7 separate regions of the Mus musculus genome follow, and regions 1, 2, 3, 4, 5 and 7 are each linked to region 6. Evidence: chromatin contacts called from public HiCAR-type, HiChIP or PLAC-seq, capture Hi-C and promoter capture Hi-C data. All regions are on one chromosome and are shown on one strand. Each heading gives the region's core, a stretch centred on a gene start, on an enhancer-like site or on the middle of the called end of the contact. The rest is flanking DNA. Distances are from core to core; before and after follow the strand shown.

Region 1 (2,792 bases), core at 35-2,534, 2.3 Mb after region 6:
GAGAATAGCATGTAGGCTTCAGGAGAATGACAAAAACCATATTAAAAATTAAGGACTTCTTTATGAAAATGTTAGGGTTTGAGTTCAATGCCCCAACATAACAAAAAAAAGCACTGGGGAAGTCTGGGCTGAAGAACATAAACAAAACAAACAAAAAACAAAAATAACTCATCTTTTAAAGTGATCAAGTTTTATGGAGTGCCACAAATATTAAATTCACATTAAACTATTTTAGGCATTGGTATGAGGAATGACAAAAGATCATAGTAAGGTGGCTTGAGAGATTGTTCAGTCAAGAACACTTAATGCTTTAAAAGAAGTTTGTATATCAGAATACACAACAGCTGGCTCACAACAGCTTCTGACTCCAACTTCCTGGAAATAACGCCGCCCTCTTGTGGCAGATGGCAAACATGGCACACCCACAAGAATTTAAATTATCAAGCCACTGCACAACTAAACTGTATATAAACATACCATTAGGTGGTCCCTAATATAGATTATGTGTACTTAGGCCTTATTAATGGTATACAATTAATAACAGCTAAGCGTCTTCAGTTTCTGTAGTAATCAGCCTTTGCCTTGCTTAGATACAATGGTTCCTGCTCTCTCCTGAGCTTCTAGATGGCTCCAGAAGGGAATAAGCTCTTAAATGACCGGTATCAAAAGTGGATTGAGAAGTGACACGATCAGTGGAAAACCTTCAAATAATTCTAAAACAGTTCGTTCAGTATTAACTTCTGACAGTTCAAAATTATGGGCTTGTTATATTACCCAGTTAAACCTACAGGGTATATTCGGCTGCATGGCATAATTACTACCCACCACATAAGTATAGGACAGAATAACACTTAAACTACCTAGCAGGCTCGATTAAAGCTTCGGTAAGTGAACAACTCCTAGGAATTTGTGGGTGGCCCTGAAAAGGGCCTTTTGTTGACAGTGGAAATCGTTTGTTAGTCGATTAACCGCCGAATCCGTAGAGAGTGCGGCCCTGGCGCTTGAGCGCGTAGACCACGTCCATGGCGGTGACGGTCTTGCGCTTGGCGTGCTCCGTGTAGGTGACGGCGTCGCGGATCACGTTCTCCAGGAACACCTTCAGCACACCGCGGGTCTCCTCGTAGATGAGGCCGGAGATGCGCTTCACTCCCCCGCGCCGGGCCAGGCGGCGGATGGCGGGCTTGGTAATGCCCTGGATGTTATCACGGAGAACCTTACGGTGGCGCTTAGCGCCGCCTTTCCCAAGGCCTTTACCACCCTTACCACGTCCAGACATGGTTATGACAGCAGGGAGACAGCAATCGTCCCTTTAAATAGGCCTTCTGCGGACCTGGTTGAAAACTAGAGCGTTAGGCGGGGTTTCCGAATCCGGGTCTTGGAAGGGGGTGGAGAAAAAAGGATGCGTCATTGGAATCTGAATGTTTTCATTGGCTAGCAAGCCCCAGCTATTCTTTGCATGCGGTGTCTCTTAAAGACCACATTTAAATCCTGCAGAAAAACTTCATTCCCTCCTCCCCACCCCGACCCCATTCTTTCTCATGAAAGAAAGGCTTATTGGGGCCATTCCACAAAGCAGACATCCCCATTTCTCGTTTGCTTTTATTTCTGTCTTGTATTAAATTAGTTGATGGTTTCTTTGTGAGGACTCAGGTTAGATGTCCAAAACAGAGGTAAAATATGCCAAGACTGTCCCATGTCAGTAAAGTTTAATCTATTCCCGGCAGTTTTGTTTGGGTAGACATAAACATTGAAAAGGCATCTCAAATTGAGCACCCTAACTGCAAACTTCATATTCCCTATCTCGAGTCAGAGACCTAATGATTCCGTCTATCCTCTTTTTTAATAAAAACTGAGAAAGTCTACAAAAGAATAGTTAGGTTATCGGTTATCCTCTACCTGCTGTGATTCCAAGTTTGTTTCCCTTCCAGCCCTTATTAATCACAGCATGGCTTGCTCACCTTAAGAGAAGAAGTGTTTTGTAGAGCTGGTAATTACAGTACAGGGCTAATACTTGATTAAGGTCATTACAAAGTCTACAAGGTCCTGGTGAAGCTTGTGATATGATTAGTGATGTCAAAACAAGGCTAATCCGACCCCCGCCCCCCTTTTTAAAAAAAGGCAGAAGAGTAAGTAGCAGTAAGTCTCGATGCGGGTTTAATGTTGATTTTGGCATTCCAAATTTTAATTTAACAATGATGTAGAGGAGATGGCTCAGAAGTTAAGAGCATTTGATACTCCCCCAGAAGGCAAGATTTGGTTCCCAGAGCCTAAATGGTAGCTCACAAACATGCATAACTCTAGTTTCAGGAGACTGATGCTCTTTTCTGATCTCAATGGCACCCATGAATGCAGGCAAACTACTCACACAGACAAAGTAAAATATAGAATTAATATTATGGCTAGTAACAATTTTTAAAATAAAGCCTGCTGACCAAAATGAAGACCTTTAATTCCTGTCTTTTGTTACATATGTTCACCACAAAAACTTTATACCAGGGGCCCCAGAAAACTATGAATTACAAAGACCACATCCAGAAAAAAATAGTTTCAAAATATTCCTGATAAACTTCTAAGTCTATGGTTAATTTTGAAAAAATTAAATTAATTAAATTAACCATATTTACTTCTTACTGCAGAAGACAACAGAGGTCTGCTACCAGGTAGCTGTGGTAATTCCTTTTGAGGTTTGCCAAGAAATAGCAAGTGTTCTAAAATTGGCTTTCTTGGGGTGGAGATAAGTATTCTAGGGTTCATCAGCTGAATTAAAATCCCAGCATAGGAGCTGGTGATAT
Region 2 (2,700 bases), core at 3-2,502, 2.2 Mb after region 6:
TTAGCCTCCACAGTCATGAGTGGGAATGAGTGAAGCTTCTTATGGTTTCAAGTTTGTAGTCCCATGGTTGATCCCTTTTCCAGAAACTTTATTCTTGCTGCAGTTATCATAATGATAACTGACTATGAAATGTTTAAGTCCTTTGGTGGATACCACCTGCTAATTCTTTTGTTTGTGACAGACTATATTATATATGTAATATATGTAATGAGGTCAGCAGCTATCATGGAAATTAAAAAACAGATTTTCTTTCACATTCTGCTTGTTTTTAATAATGAAATTCAAATCATTTTAAAACTGGAAATATGCAGAAAACTGTTGTGATAAGTGTTGGCAAGGGGAAACAGCTGCATAACACAGGTCCTGAAACACGGCATATAACACAGCTGTAAACTTTGTACTCTAAACACGGAGTGAGTTGCTAAGTCAGGTTATATCTCACTGTTCTTCAGCTCCCAGTTGCTAAACTTCTGTTCCTTCTTGACCTAGGTATCTTTTTTCTGTACATGTGATAGTTGGTGTACATTTCTCTATCAAATCTGAAAAATATGTGCTTTCAGCTTTTGATCTACAATAGGGATGGCACAGACTCATCACGTCTCCAGAAAATGGCTAAATCACTAAAACAGGAAAACCGAAGGGGAATTACACACTGGTATCTCAAATATCATTAAAAAATCCAATCGATATTTTCTACAATAATCATTCCCCCGGTATGCACTGCTTTCCCATCTAGTGCCAATTCCTACAGCTTGGTGCAGATAGCCCTGGAAGCTTGTGTTGTTGCTTTCTCGAAAAACTCAAATTTCCCTATGTATTTCCGTGAAAACAAGTTATTTCATAGAGTCCTGAAATGATAAGAATGTGAGGAACCATGTCCTGAAACAAAAGTTTGCTAATGACCGCGAGAGAAGTAGTATTTTTAAGGAAAACCTTAAAGTTGTCCCAATTTTCGTCAAGTTTGAAAGAGAGTTGGGGCAATCAGAGAAGTTTCAGGGTGCCGATTTTGAACATAGGTGCACAAATTAAGGCAAGAATGTAGCCTACAGGCTCTCGGATCAGTTTCCCCCAAGTCCCTAATTATTTCGTGCCCATATTTTTTATATTTTTATACTTTTTTGAGGGGCAACAAACACAGCCACAAGGCAAAGCTGAAGATCCTTTCTCTGGCAACGCGGCGCACGGCGCACGGCGCAGGGAACCAATCACCACGCAGCTTCTCTCTATATAAACCCAGAGCCTGCAGCACTGGGAACAACCTTCTCTGACTGTTTGTGCTTACTTTTTGCTTTACTAGTAAAGCTTAGAACATGTCCGAGACCGCTCCCGCGGCGCCTGCTGCCCCTGCACCTGTGGAGAAGACACCTGTGAAGAAGAAGGCGAAGAAGACCGGCGCCGCTGCTGGGAAGCGCAAGGCGTCCGGACCCCCGGTGTCCGAGCTCATCACCAAGGCTGTGGCCGCCTCCAAGGAGCGCAGCGGCGTGTCCCTGGCTGCGCTCAAGAAGGCGCTGGCGGCCGCGGGGTACGATGTGGAGAAGAACAACAGCCGCATCAAGCTCGGGCTGAAGAGCCTGGTGAGCAAGGGTACCCTGGTGCAGACCAAGGGCACCGGCGCCTCCGGCTCCTTCAAACTCAACAAGAAGGCGGCTTCCGGTGAGGCTAAGCCCAAGGCTAAGAAGGCAGGCGCGGCCAAGGCCAAGAAGCCTGCGGGAGCAGCCAAGAAGCCTAAGAAGGCGACTGGTGCTGCCACACCCAAAAAGACGGCCAAGAAGACTCCGAAGAAGGCGAAGAAGCCTGCGGCGGCTGCCGGCGCCAAGAAAGTTTCCAAGAGTCCCAAGAAGGTGAAGGCTGCTAAGCCCAAGAAGGCAGCAAAGAGTCCAGCCAAGGCCAAGGCTCCCAAGGCTAAGGCTTCCAAGCCTAAAGCTTCTAAGCCGAAGGCCACCAAGGCAAAGAAGGCTGCCCCTCGCAAGAAGTAGAGTGGTGCGTCCTGCTTTGAAAATCTCAAACGGCTCTTTTCAGAGCCACCCACAACCTCATTCAAAAGAGCTGAGCCTTTTTCTGGTTTTCTCATGGTATGTCCGCTGACTCTGGCTATGTGTTCCGAAGCAGATCAATTCTGTGCACTTTGTTATGGGTACATTTAGGAGCATCTATAAACTCTAGTTGAGCGATAGATTGTATCATTTTCAGCTCTAGCTGGACTTCTGGCCGGCAGTTTTTTGCTTCTGTGTGTGCTCCACACACGTGTTCATATTCCAAGAGTTTGGCGGGAAGTCCTTTCTAATGTCGCCTAGGCGTGATAAGGCATTAGGGGGGTTCTCTAGGAAGCTACTCTCACAATAGTGGCTACAGGCTGGAGCCTCTGTTTTAAGTTTTCCAATCCGGCTACACAAGGTGGTTTTGAGAATTAACCAATCAAGCCGTACTTTCAGTCATGGGTGTTGCACCAATCAGAGATTGTGATATTAAGATTTACATTTACGTACTGGGACGCTGGCGTTTTTTCTCTGTCCCCGCCCCTTTGTTCACTTCAGAGCTCTGGAATTCCGTCCTAAGAATTTTTAATTGTGTTTTCCGAGAAATTGAAAGCGCTCCTATTTCCTCCAAACTTAGCCACCTTCGCAGTTTTTAGGCACTGATCACATTGCCACTATAAGTGTGGAAGCTTTTTTAATACCCTGGTGGTTAGGTTTTAGTAAG
Region 3 (2,846 bases), core at 318-2,817, 2.2 Mb after region 6:
GATGGCAGCTTCTAAGAATCCTTCTGTGGGGCAGGCTCGGACTTCGCCAGCTCAGGGATTGTGTAAAATTTAACTCCCTCCCTTGGGCACACTAAACATTTGGTAAAATACCTACTCCGTCACCAGTTAACACCACATTCATTTACATTACGCAGTATTCAAATGAGGTTAATAAGATTTCTTTCAGGATTGGGTTAGTTTTAGTGTTTCGTCACGAACAGGAACGTAAACGACACTTGAAGGTCTACTGTCTCATTGGCTGTCTTGTCACTTCGCTTTCACCAATCGGGACGTACGAATTAAACTGCACAAATCTGCTATAGCTAACCTATTTAAGCACGATCGCTATCAAACATGGGGGAACACAGAAAAAAAAGTACTCTAGTTGGGTTTGTATGCTTGATTTCAGCAGTCAGAACTGAGATGAGATGCGGGTGGGGTTGTCAGGACATCGATCCTGCTCTTTACGCACTGAATCGCTCAATGCTTAAGATTCTATCTCTAAATCATTCTGCTATCTCCCTTAAAAGTTATCGACGTGGCAGCCGGGAGTAAACTACTTCATTCCCATGGTCTCTAAGGGTCACTTGTGGGATATGAACTTACCCACCACCACCACACATACAGGAGATTATGTACAGACCTTCAGATAGCTAAGCTAGAGTTAACACCATTGCGCACACCCACATATCCCCAGCCTCCTCTGCTAAGCTCAGCCCACTAAGGTTTGTTCCCACCCTAACCACACCCCCTGTGAATGTGCAACAGCTCTTTTACTGAGAGTTGTGGGTGGCTCTGAAAAGAGCCTTTGGGTTGTTGGGCTTCTAAGCAGTTGGCCAAAGAAAATTTACTTTTTCTTGGCTGCGGTTTTCTTTGGCTTAGCTGCCTTAGGCTTGGAGGTTTTTGGTTTGGCCGCTTTAGGCTTTACCGTTTTCGCCTTGGCAGGGCTCTTGGGCGCCTTCTTAGCCTTAGTTGCCTTTGCCTTCTTCGGGCTCTTAGCTTTTTTGGCTCCTGCAGCTGCAGCTGGCTTCTTCGCTTTCTTTGGAGTCTTCTTGGTGCTCTTCTTGGCGGTGGCTGTCCCCGCAGCCTTCTTGGGCTTCTTGGCTGCGCCCGCAGGCTTCTTCGCCTTGGCCGCGCCTGCCCTTTTTGCTTTGGGCTTAGCCTCACCGGAAGCCGCCTTCTTGTTGAGTTTGAAGGAGCCGGAGGCGCCGGTGCCCTTGGTCTGCACCAGGGTACCCTTGCTCACCAGGCTCTTCAGGCCGAGCTTGATGCGGCTGTTGTTCTTCTCCACATCGTACCCCGCGGCCGCCAGCGCCTTCTTGAGCGCAGCCAGGGACACGCCGCTGCGCTCCTTGGAGGCGGCCACAGCCTTGGTGATGAGTTCGGACACCGGGGGTCCGGAGGTTTTGCGCTTCGCGCCACCTGCGGCCTTGCGGGCCTTCTTCTTGACGGGTGTCTTCTCGGCGGGGGCCGGTGCGGCGGGCGCAGCAGGCGCGGTCTCGGACATGGCGAAGCGTGTGAGGAGAGAGAACTCGAGCCGGAAGCAGAGGGACTGGCCAGGACTCGGGCCGCGGCGCTGCGCCCGCCCGTTTATATAGGGCGGAGCTGCGCCGTGATTGGTGCGCTGTCCAGCCCGCCTCGCTGGCAGCCGCGGAGTGTCCTCTCAGATGCGGAGTTGTGTTTGTTACACCTCAAAAAAAGCCAAAAATGTCAAAATTCCCTACATCGAATTGCCCGATTTTTAAAAAATAATGTTCCCCGAAGTCTCGGGCTTCATGCACATCTCAAAAAGTGAGCAAAGCATTAAGCCTTCTGCCAAAAACTTGCAATATTTCCTGCGGTGTTCAGCAAATTTCAACTCAGAGAAACAAAACTTTCTATTTTCTTCGTAAATTATAAACTGATCTTGGACTGTACAGTTTTCTGACCCATCAAAGACGATTCTCCAAGTGGTTAGCTTCTTGTGTAGCCCAAAACCTTGCCTTTGGCATTATGATTTTTATTACAAATCTGCACTTAAGTGAAGGAAGTAACACAGGCTCCTCCGAGAGTCCTGCCTATTGAGCAGAGGGCATTTGAGTTCATCAAACTGGTTTAGTTCAATGCTTAACAGATTATTTACCATTTTGAGTTAAATTCTTCTCTCATAGGCCATGAGTCTATATATCTATGGTTTTATTTCTGCCGCTTCTCCTAAGTTTTAAAATAATTTCTTAGTATAATTCTTTTCTTTCTGTTCCCATGGGTTGGGGGCGGGGCTGTTGCTTTTCTATTTCTCTGGACAAACTACTCCTTTGGGTTGAGGTACCTCAAATTCAGAGTACTGGGGTCGGGGGAGAGTACAAAACATACTTATGGTGCAGACATAAAAATGACTAATTTCCAAGAAACATATAAATGCTGTTTTCAACGTCTTTGGAAATGAAGGTGGGATTTACTTTGAGGAATTTCTCTTGGGTCTTGCATAGTTCTTCTGACATGTTTTAGGACTAAATTGTAATGTGGTATATTAAAACTAGATAACTGAGCCATTGATCAAGAGAAACACACATGAGAAATATAGCTCAGAACATCTCTACTGCCTTCGTTACAGAATCCTAGCCCCGTTACTGAACAGCTGTTCTCCATATATGGCTACTCCTTATGGAAACATGGGAATAATGTTTCGTGGATCTCCTCAGGGTAAATGAGGGGTTAAGATTTAATCTTAGAATCATATTTGAGAAGACATTCAAACAGATTCAAAGACATGCCTTGAAGGTGTTAAATGGGTTGTTTTATTTATGTAGCTGTTCAACCAAGGTAACGACTAGGAGATCAATGATAATCCAGTGTCAGTAATTATT
Region 4 (2,773 bases), core at 159-2,658, 2.1 Mb after region 6:
TGAGATAGCATCTTATTATGTACCCCTGGCAGACCTTGAATTCCTGGCAGTCTTGTCTCAGCCTCTTAAGTTTATAGGTGTGTACCTCCACACCTGGCAAGGCATTTATATTAATATTTGATTATGTGGTGTTAAACAAAATATATCATTCAAATCTACGTCATCTATTTTTAACTCCTTTGAATGTTGCCACTTGGACATTTACAGATCTCCTTTGATGCTCTAGCTATATTTCTGTAGGACAAAATTGGGATAAATCCAGTGTCCTCATTCAGAAAGATGAGCCAACACAGCTGCAGTCCCTATTCCTGTCTCTGTCTATCAGGAGAACTGTGGCCATTGCTTTCTGAAAAACTGAGAGGAGCAAGAAGCCTACAACTGTACCTGAGACCAGCACAAACAGGCTGAGGACCAAGAAGAAGAGAAGGGAGGCTATCGGGCAAGAACGCAGGGAAGTTGTAGGCTCCATAGGTCTTCAGGACAGAGTCACCTAGGTCACGTGTGGACAGAAAACCTAGAAGTACAGAGGATAAATCACCCACGGTTCTCATGTACATGACACCTTTTTGTCCCTATGCTGGTCTCATGAGCACTCAGACTTCTGCCTTAGATGGACTCTTGCCCTATGGAACTGGTTATACCTTAATAGTTGGATTCACCAAACATTCTATTAAACAAACAACATAAGCACCAGGCAGGCAGTTTTCTGTTGTCTTAGGCTCAGTTGTCTTTCCAGAGTCCAGTTTCTTCAGCTGTCATTTGATATTCCTCCCCCTCCCTCCTCCTCTTTCTTTCTTCTTGGGCTTTCCTCCTCCTCCTCCTCCCCCACTCCCTCCTCTTCCTCCTCCTTCCCTTGTTCTCTCTCTCCAGCCCCTTCCCTCTTCCTCAACCTCCGGGTCTTTCTCCTACTTCTCTACCCAGTTCTTCCTCCTCTTTCCTCCTTCCCTCGTCCCAAGCCTTCTTTCCTTCCTCCTCCCCTCCCCCCTCGCCTTCCCTGTACTCCCTCCTCCTGGTGAACCTCAGGTAAAACTAGGTAGGTGAGACTACCCCCCCCCCCCCAGGTATTCTTTCCAGAGTCAAAGATCTGGCTTTTCCCTCCCAGCAGCCTGTGTTGTGACACCCTACCCCCACCCCCTATTCCTACAGCCCCTGCTAGGACTCAGAGCGCTCCCCATCCCCTCCCCTACCTTCTAGAATTAACTGCGTTTTCTTTTCTTCTCTGACCCTCAAATGCTGATTATCTTGCCTTTTCTCTACTCTCCAACTTGTCGCTGAGCACAGTCGCCACCAGAGAACAAACTGCTACAGTAGAGAGGAAAGAATTTTCTGTTCTCCATTACTTGCAAAGTGCTGGGACTCGCGACAGCAGACCTCGGAGGACCCATTCCGCGTGCAAGTCTCACAATTTCCACTAAGCAGTTCAGAGCCCGGGATTGGCCTGCCTTAAGTCATCAGCCAATAGTATTCCTATGTCTAGCAGTCACTTGTTACTAGGTAGCATACACAGAAACAATCCTTTCTCCCTCCTGTCTTCCTTTCCCTTGTGCCCCTTTCTTCCCTTCCCTCTTATTGCTTCCCTTTCATGCGCTCCTTTCTTCCCTTCTTCTTCCCACTTGAGAGGTCCTAGAGTTGGGCTTGGTGTCCAGAGGCCTCATCCCTGTGTGTTGAAGTGTGTGTGAAGAAGGGAGTAAGGGAGCCAGATGCAATCCGGGTGTGCTGACTCACACCTTTAATCCCAGCACTCAAACTCTTGGATTAACTCTTTTGGGACAGGGTCTTACTAGCCATGGCTGATGTCAAACTCACAGGCCTGTCTCTACCTCTGCATGCTGGAATTAAAGGCATGGAATTAAAGTCACGCCTAGCTTGATTAACTCTTAAGGGAGTAGACAGTGCTAAGACTTTGTTCTTTAGTTTTAAAAAGTCTCCCATGGGCTGGAGCTATACTCAGTGGTTAAAACTACTTAGTGCTTTTCCAGAGGCCAGTTCAAGGCCAGCCTGGTCTACAGAGTGAGTTCCAGGACTGCCAGGGCTACACAGAGAAACTCTATCTCAAAATCCGAAAAAGGAAAAGGTGTTGGTGGAGAGCAAGACTCAGACTGAGCAGTAGAAATGGGTTACACTTGCTATGATCTCAGTAACGACCTCACTCCCTTCAGACCATGTATTGGTCTGCTGTCTCAATTCTGTTTCTTCTCCCTTGGAGTAGACTACCCTTGGCTGGTTTTTCAGCAGTCTGTCACGATCTATGAGGATTCTTTTGATTGTCTTCAGAGACCTAAGAGTCATCAAGAGGCAAAACTCTTTTCAGTTAGAAGCAGCCAGATCAAGTTGATGCCTATTTCCTAAATGGTTGTAAGGTATCTAGTGTGGTCACAGCAAGCTTAGAGGTCACTGAATCTCCCTGTCTCATAAACAACAGCTCTTAAAAACAGGAATTAAAACAGGACTTTGATGACTGTTTTTTAAAAAGGGCATTTGAATGGTGTCTCTGGCCCTTGTTGAACCTGACATTTTGAACTTCTAGAAGGATCATGTATGTTTGAGCAGAGGCTTTCTTTTTAAATGATCTTATTTTATGTATTTTATATGTGTGAGTATGTGCCACATGTGTGAGGTTGTCTTGGCGGGGGGGGGGGGGGGGCAGAAAAGGACATGAAATCCCCTGCAACTCAGTTGCACTCAATGCTGTGGGTGCTGGGAGTAAAACCCCCGGGCCTCTGGAAAAGCACTAAGTAGTTTTAACCACTGAGTATAGCTCCAGCCCATGGGA
Region 5 (2,717 bases), core at 197-2,696, 2.3 Mb after region 6:
TTATTTTTTAAAGAACGATATGAAAAAGGACTGGATGCGAAAAATAAAATGCAGGCCTTTATGCAAATGAGGAGCTCAAATTCTGGCTTTCTATTGGGTACGATATATTAACCAATGGGAGAAACACAAACAGAATACCTCCAGTTAGTATAAATGCTTGCTGTTCAGTTGCAGAATTTACTATATATTCTTTTCCTTTCTCTGCTTTGCCTTTACTGATACTTAAACGCATACATGTCTGGACGCGGAAAGCAGGGTGGCAAGGCCCGCGCTAAGGCCAAGACCCGCTCCTCCCGGGCCGGCCTGCAGTTCCCCGTAGGCCGCGTGCATCGGCTGCTCCGCAAGGGCAACTACTCGGAGCGCGTGGGCGCCGGCGCCCCGGTGTACCTGGCGGCCGTGCTGGAGTACCTGACGGCCGAGATCCTGGAGCTGGCGGGCAACGCGGCCCGCGACAACAAGAAGACGCGCATCATCCCGCGCCACCTGCAGCTGGCCATCCGCAACGACGAGGAGCTCAACAAGCTGCTGGGCCGCGTGACCATCGCGCAGGGCGGCGTCCTGCCCAACATCCAGGCCGTGCTGCTGCCCAAGAAGACCGAGAGCCACCACAAGGCCAAGGGGAAGTAATCTGGCGATTGTCTGTACTGCCCAGTTGAAAGTTAACCAAAACAAAGGCTCTTTTCAGAGCCACCCACATCTTTCCATAAAATGAGCTGCCACCTCGTGAAACGTTCTTCCACTACAGTTTTTATACTACATATGAAAAAGTTACGAAGTAGCTTTCAATCTTAGTAAATTGATTTTAATACTGTTAGTCCCTGCGATAAATCTTACGACCTTCCTTAGTTTGAGTCAAAAGTGTGTAAGAGATGAAACCTTTAGAACATACTATATAAATTTTTAGTAGAAATTTGGCACCCAGGTTTGTCATTCACGTCACGATTGTCTAGAGCATAATGGTAGTAAGGGCTAAGGGCCATTAAATCCCACTTCCATAGTTTCGGCAGTATTTTAACTAACATGATCTGCCTGTGTGTATCGGTTTGCAAATATTTGATTTTAGAATTGATAAACTACATTTATTTAAACTAGGTCTTGCAAAGCTCACAAAACCTACTTTAAATTTCTATGTTCACTTGTTTGATTACCTGAATTGAGTTTTCAAAGCTTGAGACAATTTGATGTATGTATGTAAGTAAAATTATGTAAAACTTTCTTATGTAAAATTTCTGTTCACAGGAGTTATATACACTACAGTGTAAAATTAAAGTGATAGCAAAGATGGAGGGGAAGAGAGGCGGAGAGTGTGCATGTTCTGAAAGCTTTTTAACCAGGATTTAGAAGCAGAGGCTGACCAATCCCAACAAAGCGCGGGCCCTTTGAATGTTCTTCGGTCCAATAGCGGATAGTCTGATTGTATAAAAGGTGGACAGCGCCTTGCAGCTCACTATAGTGTCAGTCTATTTTCCCTTGTTAAAGTCATGGCTCGTACTAAGCAGACCGCTCGCAAGTCCACCGGCGGCAAGGCCCCGCGCAAGCAGCTGGCCACCAAGGCCGCCCGCAAGAGCGCCCCGGCCACCGGCGGCGTGAAGAAGCCTCACCGCTACCGTCCCGGCACCGTGGCGCTGCGCGAGATCCGGCGCTACCAGAAGTCGACCGAGCTGCTGATCCGCAAGCTGCCGTTCCAGCGCCTGGTGCGCGAGATCGCGCAGGACTTCAAGACCGACCTGCGCTTCCAGAGCTCGGCCGTCATGGCTCTGCAGGAGGCGAGCGAGGCCTACCTTGTGGGTCTGTTTGAGGACACCAACCTGTGCGCCATCCACGCCAAGCGTGTCACCATCATGCCCAAGGACATCCAGCTCGCCCGCCGCATTCGTGGGGAGAGGGCTTAAACGAAACAAAGTGCAAACTGGAACCCAAAGGCTCTTTTCAGAGCCACCCACAGTTTCTGTAAAAGCAGCTGTTACTTTTCTACTGTCTTGGAAACTTTGTTTTTCAAAGATTTATCTAGTTACAAAGTATACTGTTGCTTTCTTCAGTAGGCATCAGTTCTCACTTCAGTTGTTGCTGGTATTTGAGCTCATGTCCTGGAAACTGCCTTTAAATTAAACAGTAATTTACATATTACAATAAGTGGCCAAAAGTAATGGACTGTCAGGCTTTATGTCATAAGCATTGCCTGTCTTGATTCCTTTTTGGTCTGTTCTTGGGTTTTGTCTTTTTTTGTTTTTGTTTTCGTGCTATATATTTGTGCTCTCTTGTGTAATTTCCACTACAGGTCATATCCAGGTGTCTTTTGTTCACATATTTCTGGTTCCAACACTTGTCTGTCCTGAAGCTTGTGCAATGTTTACTGTTTTTGCTGTTACTCATTGAAATCTAGTACAAAACTTAAAAAATTTTGTTTTCTATGTTTTAATAGATGCTGAAAAGTAGTATTTCAAGTTAAATACAATTTACATTATGCTGGGATATTTCAAGCAATCGTCAGAAATTTTTAGTTTTTGTAAATTTTTTCACTATATTTCTGAACTTTAAACTACAGAGGCCTCTCTACACAACCTCTCACTCCAGACATTGGCTCCCATCCCTTTCCCACTACTTTCTTACATGTAACACTGCCTATATCGGGAATGTGAATAGACAACAAACTACCAAGATTTAACTTGTGGGTGATTCGTGTGGATATATTTTCCAGGGATAATAATAGCAAATAC
Region 6 (3,008 bases), core at 114-2,613:
GGCGTTTGCCAAATAAGTAAACCAAAGACAAGGGTTTTGTTTTTGTTTTTGTTTTTTGTTAAGTTACAAATAGAGAAAAGAATGCTTCAGGGATCCCTGTATACCCTCAGGAGGTTAAAGATCCAATTCCTTAAGAAAAAGAAGGAAGATGAAAGGACTTTCAAAGACCACAAGAGGCATCAACTCAATGACCATGGCAAACTGTGTATGGTCAATATTAGCTTTAAAAACCTGCAAAAAGAACAAAGGGTGTTAGTGGGAACTCAGGATCAGATCGACTTATCTCTAATCTATCGCCAATCTACCTATCATCACTTCTAACTATCAGCCGTCCGTGTGGTTCTCACACTGGAGAGGAATCTCGCTGAGGGTCAGAAAGCTGGCAGGTCGGCAGCAATGTCTGCTTACAACAGGGTCCTAATCCTTCGCGGTTAGACGCTCCTCCTGTTTCTCAAGCTCCTCCTCCCACCAAAAAAAAAAAAAAAAAAAAAAAAAGGCATCCCCAGGATTTTAAACCTCTGTGAGCCTGACCATTACAAGACACTACACAAACCACTTTTACTCTTTGCTGTGGGATAGGCTCTTTTCCAGAATGTTCTATTTTCCCTCCTAAAATACAGAAATCATTCATTATAAAGAGAACTGATAAATAGTACTAACATTCAAAAGACAACAGCCAGTACCAAGGCTGATCGATGAAGAGAAAGTGCTGTCCTAGTTAGGAAAAGCAACAGGAATAATAACAGCTATCTTTACACTGTGCAGATTACCCCGTGCCTGGTACTATTTTAAGCACCTTTGCACAAATGAAGCCATTTATTCCTCACAACAATCCAGTAAGTTAGGCGACATCATTATCCCCTAAAATAGCAAAACACAGAAAGGTTAAGGGACTGGGGGGAGAAGTCACAAAGGAGCTGAGGCCAGATTCGACCAAGCAACCCGATTCCAAAGTTCTGGCTCTCTTCCAGTACCCCAGAATAAAGACCTTGGAACTGACCTTGTCTCCAGGAAAAGCAAAACTGTGACGTCTCCCATTTTCAAAGCTTAAGTACAAGACCCGAGAATCCCATCGCCAAACGCCCTGAGACTGACCAGACACCCGGAACCGGCCTGAGGCGAGGCGCCCGAGGCCCTGTCGGGCGCTCGGCCCAAGTGGCCACCGAGTTTATCTTCTCGGCGCCACTAGGCCGCGGAGGAAGATGTTTTGTCCCACCCCCAACCCCCACAAGCAGCCGACCCCTGCGGGAGGACGGTAACAGGACGGGACCCAAACCCACCCGCGAACGCAGCACCTCGTAGCACCCCGCAGTCACAAAAGTGTCGAAAGTCCGACCCCGGGGGGCGGGGCACAGAGCACTTCCGGCTTCTCTAGGCACCAGCGACACTCTATGATCCCCCCCTTCTCCCTCCTCTTAGTGGTTGCTTCGTAAAAAGACTTTTAAAAAGAAATTCTTTTAGCTGAAGTAGCAATGCAACATTTTCTCTCCTCCCTTTACTTCCTCCAGTTTTTTCCGTCCTCTTGGTTGCCTCGTAAAAAGACTTTTAAAAAGAAAAAAATTTTAACTGAAGTAGAATTACATCACTTTCCTTCCTCCCCCTAGTCTTTTCTCCTACCCTCTCACTCTCAAGCTGATAGCCTCTTTTCTTTGTTATTGCTACATTCATGTGTGTTTGTGTATATGTATATATGTTGTATATATGTATGTGCATGAACAAGTATATATCTATATCTATACAGATATAGAGATATCTGTATCTATATATGTACATATTCCACTGGCTAAGTTTTTGTTTTTATATGTTATTTGTGTGCATATGATTTCAAGGTTTCAAGACTGCATTGGACAGCTAATAAGAGGGCTCATCTTAGGGAGAGACTAATTCTCCATTTCCCAGCAGTCAATAGTTGCCAGTAGTTCTTTGGTTTGGGGTGGCACCCTGTGAAATTTTACCCCCTTCCATTGATATTGATATTGTCTATTGATACTGCAATTGTTTCAGTCTTGTGTATGCAGCCATTTCTTGGAGGCTGTTTCACAGCTGACATCCTAGATTTCTTACAATTTTTTTTTTGCCTCCTCTTCCTCCATGTCCTCTGAGCCATAGATGCAGGAGACATGATGTGGATGTATCTGTTGGGGTTGGGACCACCATGATCTGTCAGTCTTTGTTCTGTATCCAATTGGGTTTTTAGTGATGGTCTCTATTCTTTATAAAGAAAAGCATCTTGGATCACAGGTGGTAGCTACATTATCCAGGAAAGATGACTCTAGCACCAAGAGACTTTCAAAATTTGTTTTTTCCAAGGACAACTAAGGGAAGATAGCAAAAGAATGAGCTCCTATATAGCCTTCCTGAAATCTCTGTGATGTCAAGAAAAAGGAAAATTATATGTTCTCTATCGTCATAAAGAAGCCCTAGGGAAATGCATAAGAAAATGTTTGTTTAGAAACTGCATGAAAAGGGAAAATAAAAGTGAGAGGAAATTAAACTATTAATTATAAATATATAACAGTATTTTTGTTTTTGTTTTTGTTTTTGTTTTCCGAGACAGGGTTTCTCTGTGTAGCTCTGGATGTCCTGGAACTCACTCTGTACACCAGGCTGGCCTCAAACTCAGAAATCTGCCTGCCTCTGCTTCCAGAGTGCTGGGATTAAAGTCATGCGCCACCACGCCCGGCAACATATAACAGTTTTCAGGACCATTCTGAATGCCCTTTATAGAAAAAGCCAAGATAATTTAATCTTCAACTTATAATTAGCAAATTTAGCAAAGCTACTAAAATTTCAAAATTGATATTGATAGTTACATTTTTATAACAAACACAAATAAGAAAACATCACCTTAAAAGATAATCATTACAGTAGCAAGAAAATATAAAAGAGACCTCAACAGAAACAGAAAGGCTTTATTTATTAAGGATAGATAGTTGAAAGCCAGAGAAATTGGCTCATTCCTATGATCCCAGCATGTGGGAAGCTGAGGAGGAAGAGCCACTTCAAGT
Region 7 (2,700 bases), core at 56-2,555, 2.1 Mb after region 6:
GCAACGCGGCCCGCGACAACAAGAAGACGCGCATCATCCCGCGCCACCTGCAGCTGGCCATCCGCAACGACGAGGAGCTCAACAAGCTGTTGGGCCGCGTGACCATCGCGCAGGGCGGCGTCCTGCCCAACATCCAGGCCGTGCTGCTGCCCAAGAAGACCGAGAGCCACCATAAGCCCAAGGGAAAGTAAGCCAGTGAGCTAAGTTTTTTTTTTTTTTTTTTTTTTTTTTTAAACAAAACCCAAAGGCTCTTTTCAGAGCCACCACTTCTTCATATAAGAGTCTAGTAACATGGTTAATTTAGCTTGTGGAAAAACCTATATTAATGTTTCAAGCACAAAACCATAATTCTGGTAGGCTGAGGTAATTCTTAGGCAACTGCTTTGTCTTCCTCACGCAGAGAAATATTGGATGTAGCATAAACATAGATTTACACGTTGCACAAAACTTTTGGTCTTGCAGTCCTCTACATCTTCGTATTGCTCCGGAGAGGCAGCAGACATTCGGGGTTGGGAGAAAATACAAAGGGTCTTACGGAAATTGTTAGGCAAGTCTTTACAAAGTCGCAAGATTCAGGATACTTGACCTGTGGTTCCTGTTACATTACTGCTTGCTTTGTGTCACTTTAAACACTCCTGGAGCAAAGACGTAGTTCGGCTTGAGTCAAGGAAAAAGGACCTAGGTGCATATTTTACATATAGCAAACCTGGTCTCTTTTTCTTCCTCCTTGGTTGCCACCTCTTGATTTGACCTGTCTCAGACCTTGGGGCCAGGGAACTCACCCAAGAGCAGTTTCCCAATAAACCTCCCTTTGATATATTCAAATCTGGTTTGGATTGGCTCATTTCACCGGCTGAGAAATAACGTATCATGTGCAGTCTAGGCACAAGAAGCGGGAAAATAAAACCAAAGGCGGGTAGAGAACATATTTTCCAGAGTGGTTTGTGGATATCTAGGGTCATGAGATTTCAAATTCAAGATTTCTTTGCCTCAAATTCTTTAAGCGACTCGATACAAGGATGGAAACATAAATTTAAGAAAGCTCGGGTGTGCCAGACTAAAACATGAGTGTAGCAGTCTGTACTAGCAGGAGACTGTGTGCAGGAGTTAACCAATCGGGTGTGCAGGAGTTAACCAATCACCACTTGAATTCCTCAGCCAATAGTACTACTGCGCGGGACACTTGAAAAGCAGACACGCCTATCAGGATGCTTCTCGGTGGGAAGGAGGGGTACGAGCGCGGGTACGTGTGTTGCGCGTGTGCGAACGCAAGCGTACTTAAAGGCCAAAGTGCGCTACTTAGGTATCTCACTTTTCCCTACGGTTACTTGCCATGGCTCGTACTAAGCAGACCGCTCGCAAGTCTACCGGCGGCAAGGCCCCGCGCAAGCAGCTGGCCACCAAGGCCGCCCGCAAGAGCGCCCCGGCCACCGGCGGCGTGAAGAAGCCTCACCGCTACCGTCCCGGCACTGTGGCGCTGCGCGAGATCCGGCGCTACCAGAAGTCGACCGAGCTGCTGATCCGCAAGCTGCCGTTCCAGCGCCTGGTGCGCGAGATCGCGCAGGACTTCAAGACCGACCTGCGCTTCCAGAGCTCGGCCGTCATGGCTCTGCAGGAGGCCTGTGAGGCCTACCTCGTGGGTCTGTTTGAGGACACCAACCTGTGCGCCATCCACGCCAAGCGTGTCACCATCATGCCCAAGGACATCCAGCTGGCCCGTCGCATCCGCGGGGAGAGGGCTTAAGGGTTTCTGTTAATCCACACAACCACTTTAAAGGCTCTTCTTAGAGCCACCCATCTTCCAAAAAAAGAACTGTAGCGCTTTTTCCAACTTGTGGGTATTAATCAGTTTCATTTGTGAAAGTGCTAGGTCTCCTTTCATCACACCGATCTATTATAAGCAAGCAATATTTTGGTAAGTGATATCTTTACCCTTTTTCATGGAAATTGTACTCTTAGTTAGCAAAGCATAAAGATTGGAAAACTTTGCATGGTTACAGTAATTTGGGCATTTACCGAATTTAAAAATAAAATTATTAGTTGCAGATGTTTACTTTGGAATTGTGAACTTTCTGAAGGACAGAACCACTAATATTGTAACTCAGAAAAATTAACTGATCTTCCAGTCTTGAAAGGGTTACAGGGATTTACCATTCACTTTATAGCGTGCTTAGTCTCCTCCCTACCCACTAATAGACCTCCCCCACCCTCTTTTTAAGTGGACTCATAGCTTAGGCTGGTCTGCAACTTTCTTTGTAGATCAGGATGATCTGTATTTGGGAGATCTGTTTCTCCTTCCTACTGTATGCTGGGATTAAGGTGTATATGTCTTGCCCTCCTTTGGGCTTTTTGAGATCCTGAATCTTTATGGCTCTTTCGTCACTTGTTTCACTTGGCTTAATAATCATCACCTCGAAAATTACAGCCATTTGGGCACTGGATTTGTCCTAGGTCATTATCACAGTGGTGTATGGTGTGGAAATATGAAGGCTGGTCTTTAGGAGATGTGCTAGTGACTATAATGGAAGACAGTTCGAACTCTGGATGCTGAAAACTCCTGTTTTCTGAACAGTATTCCATGGAGAGCCTCGAAGATAAAGCTGGTAGCTTTCACTTGTCTCCTTTCTACATTTTTACCTTTCTCCACTCGACAGAGCCTTCTGAATTTATTCCACAAGTATCCAGTACCCTTCAGAATAC

The links. Promoter capture Hi-C pulls out the DNA fragments that hold promoters and counts their contacts. HiCAR-type assays count read pairs that join an accessible place to other places. HiChIP or PLAC-seq counts read pairs in DNA pulled down with a chosen protein or histone mark. Capture Hi-C pulls out chosen DNA fragments and counts their contacts.
Region 1: a contact with region 6 is called in a promoter capture Hi-C map of pre-B cells. The contact joins the promoter of H4c3 here to the promoter of Zkscan3 in region 6. A contact is called at or near these places in 7 of 39 promoter capture datasets (the 3T3-L1 cell line, cranial neural crest, hippocampal neurons and 3 more), 1 of 484 Hi-C or Micro-C datasets (CD4 T cells) and 3 of 9 other capture datasets (adipose tissue, liver and pancreatic islet).
Region 2: a HiCAR-type map of astrocytes shows a contact between it and region 6, with 6 times the contacts expected there. The contact joins the promoter of H1f3 here to the promoter of Zkscan3 in region 6. A contact is called at or near these places in 11 of 39 promoter capture datasets (the 3T3-L1 cell line, 3T3-L1-derived adipocytes, cranial neural crest and 6 more), 1 of 484 Hi-C or Micro-C datasets (B cells), 3 of 115 datasets of contacts at active chromatin or transcription factors (astrocytes, embryonic forebrain and embryonic midbrain) and 4 of 9 other capture datasets (adipose tissue, liver, macrophages and 1 more).
Region 3: a contact with region 6 is called in a promoter capture Hi-C map of liver, with 10 times the contacts expected there. The contact joins the promoter of H1f4 here to the promoter of Zkscan3 in region 6. A contact is called at or near these places in 2 of 39 promoter capture datasets (hippocampal neurons and pre-B cells), 1 of 115 datasets of contacts at active chromatin or transcription factors (astrocytes) and 3 of 9 other capture datasets (adipose tissue, liver and macrophages).
Region 4: an H3K27ac HiChIP or PLAC-seq map of embryonic stem cells shows a contact between it and region 6, with 3 times the contacts expected there. The contact joins the promoter of Btn2a2 here to the promoter of Zkscan3 in region 6. A contact is called at or near these places in 10 of 39 promoter capture datasets (the 3T3-L1 cell line, the C10 cell line, cranial neural crest and 6 more), 1 of 115 datasets of contacts at active chromatin or transcription factors (embryonic stem cells) and 1 of 9 other capture datasets (liver).
Region 5: a promoter capture Hi-C map of liver shows a contact between it and region 6, with 8 times the contacts expected there. The contact joins the promoter of H3c2 here to the promoter of Zkscan3 in region 6. A contact is called at or near these places in 10 of 39 promoter capture datasets (the 3T3-L1 cell line, 3T3-L1-derived adipocytes, the SN4741 cell line and 5 more), 2 of 484 Hi-C or Micro-C datasets (liver and uterus), 3 of 115 datasets of contacts at active chromatin or transcription factors (astrocytes, cardiomyocytes and fetal liver) and 4 of 9 other capture datasets (adipose tissue, liver, macrophages and 1 more).
Region 7: a contact with region 6 is called in a capture Hi-C map of macrophages, with 4 times the contacts expected there. The contact joins the promoter of H3c8 here to the promoter of Zkscan3 in region 6. A contact is called at or near these places in 2 of 39 promoter capture datasets (erythroid cells and pre-B cells), 1 of 484 Hi-C or Micro-C datasets (B cells), 3 of 115 datasets of contacts at active chromatin or transcription factors (differentiating embryonic stem cells, embryonic midbrain and embryonic stem cells) and 4 of 9 other capture datasets (adipose tissue, liver, macrophages and 1 more).

The regions. Positions count from the first base shown.
Region 1 is chr13:23,697,174-23,699,965 of GRCm38.p6, forward strand. H4c3 (H4 clustered histone 3) reads right to left here and starts at 1,285. Exons shown (of 1, transcript NM_178208.2): 1 at 911-1,285. The coding sequence starts at 1,276. The coding sequence ends at 965.
Region 2 is chr13:23,553,780-23,556,479 of GRCm38.p6, forward strand. H1f3 (H1.3 linker histone, cluster member) reads left to right here and starts at 1,253. Exons shown (of 1, transcript NM_145713.4): 1 at 1,253-2,028. The coding sequence starts at 1,311. The coding sequence ends at 1,976.
Region 3 is chr13:23,620,991-23,623,836 of GRCm38.p6, forward strand. H1f4 (H1.4 linker histone, cluster member) reads right to left here and starts at 1,568. Exons shown (of 1, transcript NM_015787.4): 1 at 787-1,568. The coding sequence starts at 1,507. The coding sequence ends at 848. H2bc6 (H2B clustered histone 6) reads right to left here and starts at 104. Exons shown (of 2, transcript NM_001177653.1): 1 at 1-104.
Region 4 is chr13:23,487,449-23,490,221 of GRCm38.p6, forward strand. Btn2a2 (butyrophilin, subfamily 2, member A2) reads right to left here and starts at 1,409. Exons shown (of 8, transcript NM_175938.3): 1 at 1,188-1,409; 2 at 385-514. The coding sequence starts at 469.
Region 5 is chr13:23,750,899-23,753,615 of GRCm38.p6, forward strand. It overlaps H3c2 (H3 clustered histone 2), which reads left to right and starts at 1,447. Exons shown (of 1, transcript NM_178203.3): 1 at 1,447-1,942. The coding sequence starts at 1,482. The coding sequence ends at 1,892. It overlaps H2ac4 (H2A clustered histone 4), which reads left to right and starts at 190. Exons shown (of 1, transcript NM_175660.3): 1 at 190-694. The coding sequence starts at 235. The coding sequence ends at 627.
Region 6 is chr13:21,401,392-21,404,399 of GRCm38.p6, forward strand. It overlaps Zkscan3 (zinc finger with KRAB and SCAN domains 3), which reads right to left and starts at 1,364. Exons shown (of 6, transcript NM_001145778.2): 1 at 1,281-1,364.
Region 7 is chr13:23,534,113-23,536,812 of GRCm38.p6, forward strand. It overlaps H3c8 (H3 clustered histone 8), which reads left to right and starts at 1,306. Exons shown (of 1, transcript NM_145073.2): 1 at 1,306-1,797. The coding sequence starts at 1,334. The coding sequence ends at 1,744. It overlaps H2ac10 (H2A clustered histone 10), which reads left to right. Exons shown (of 1, transcript NM_175661.3): 1 at 1-266. The coding sequence ends at 191.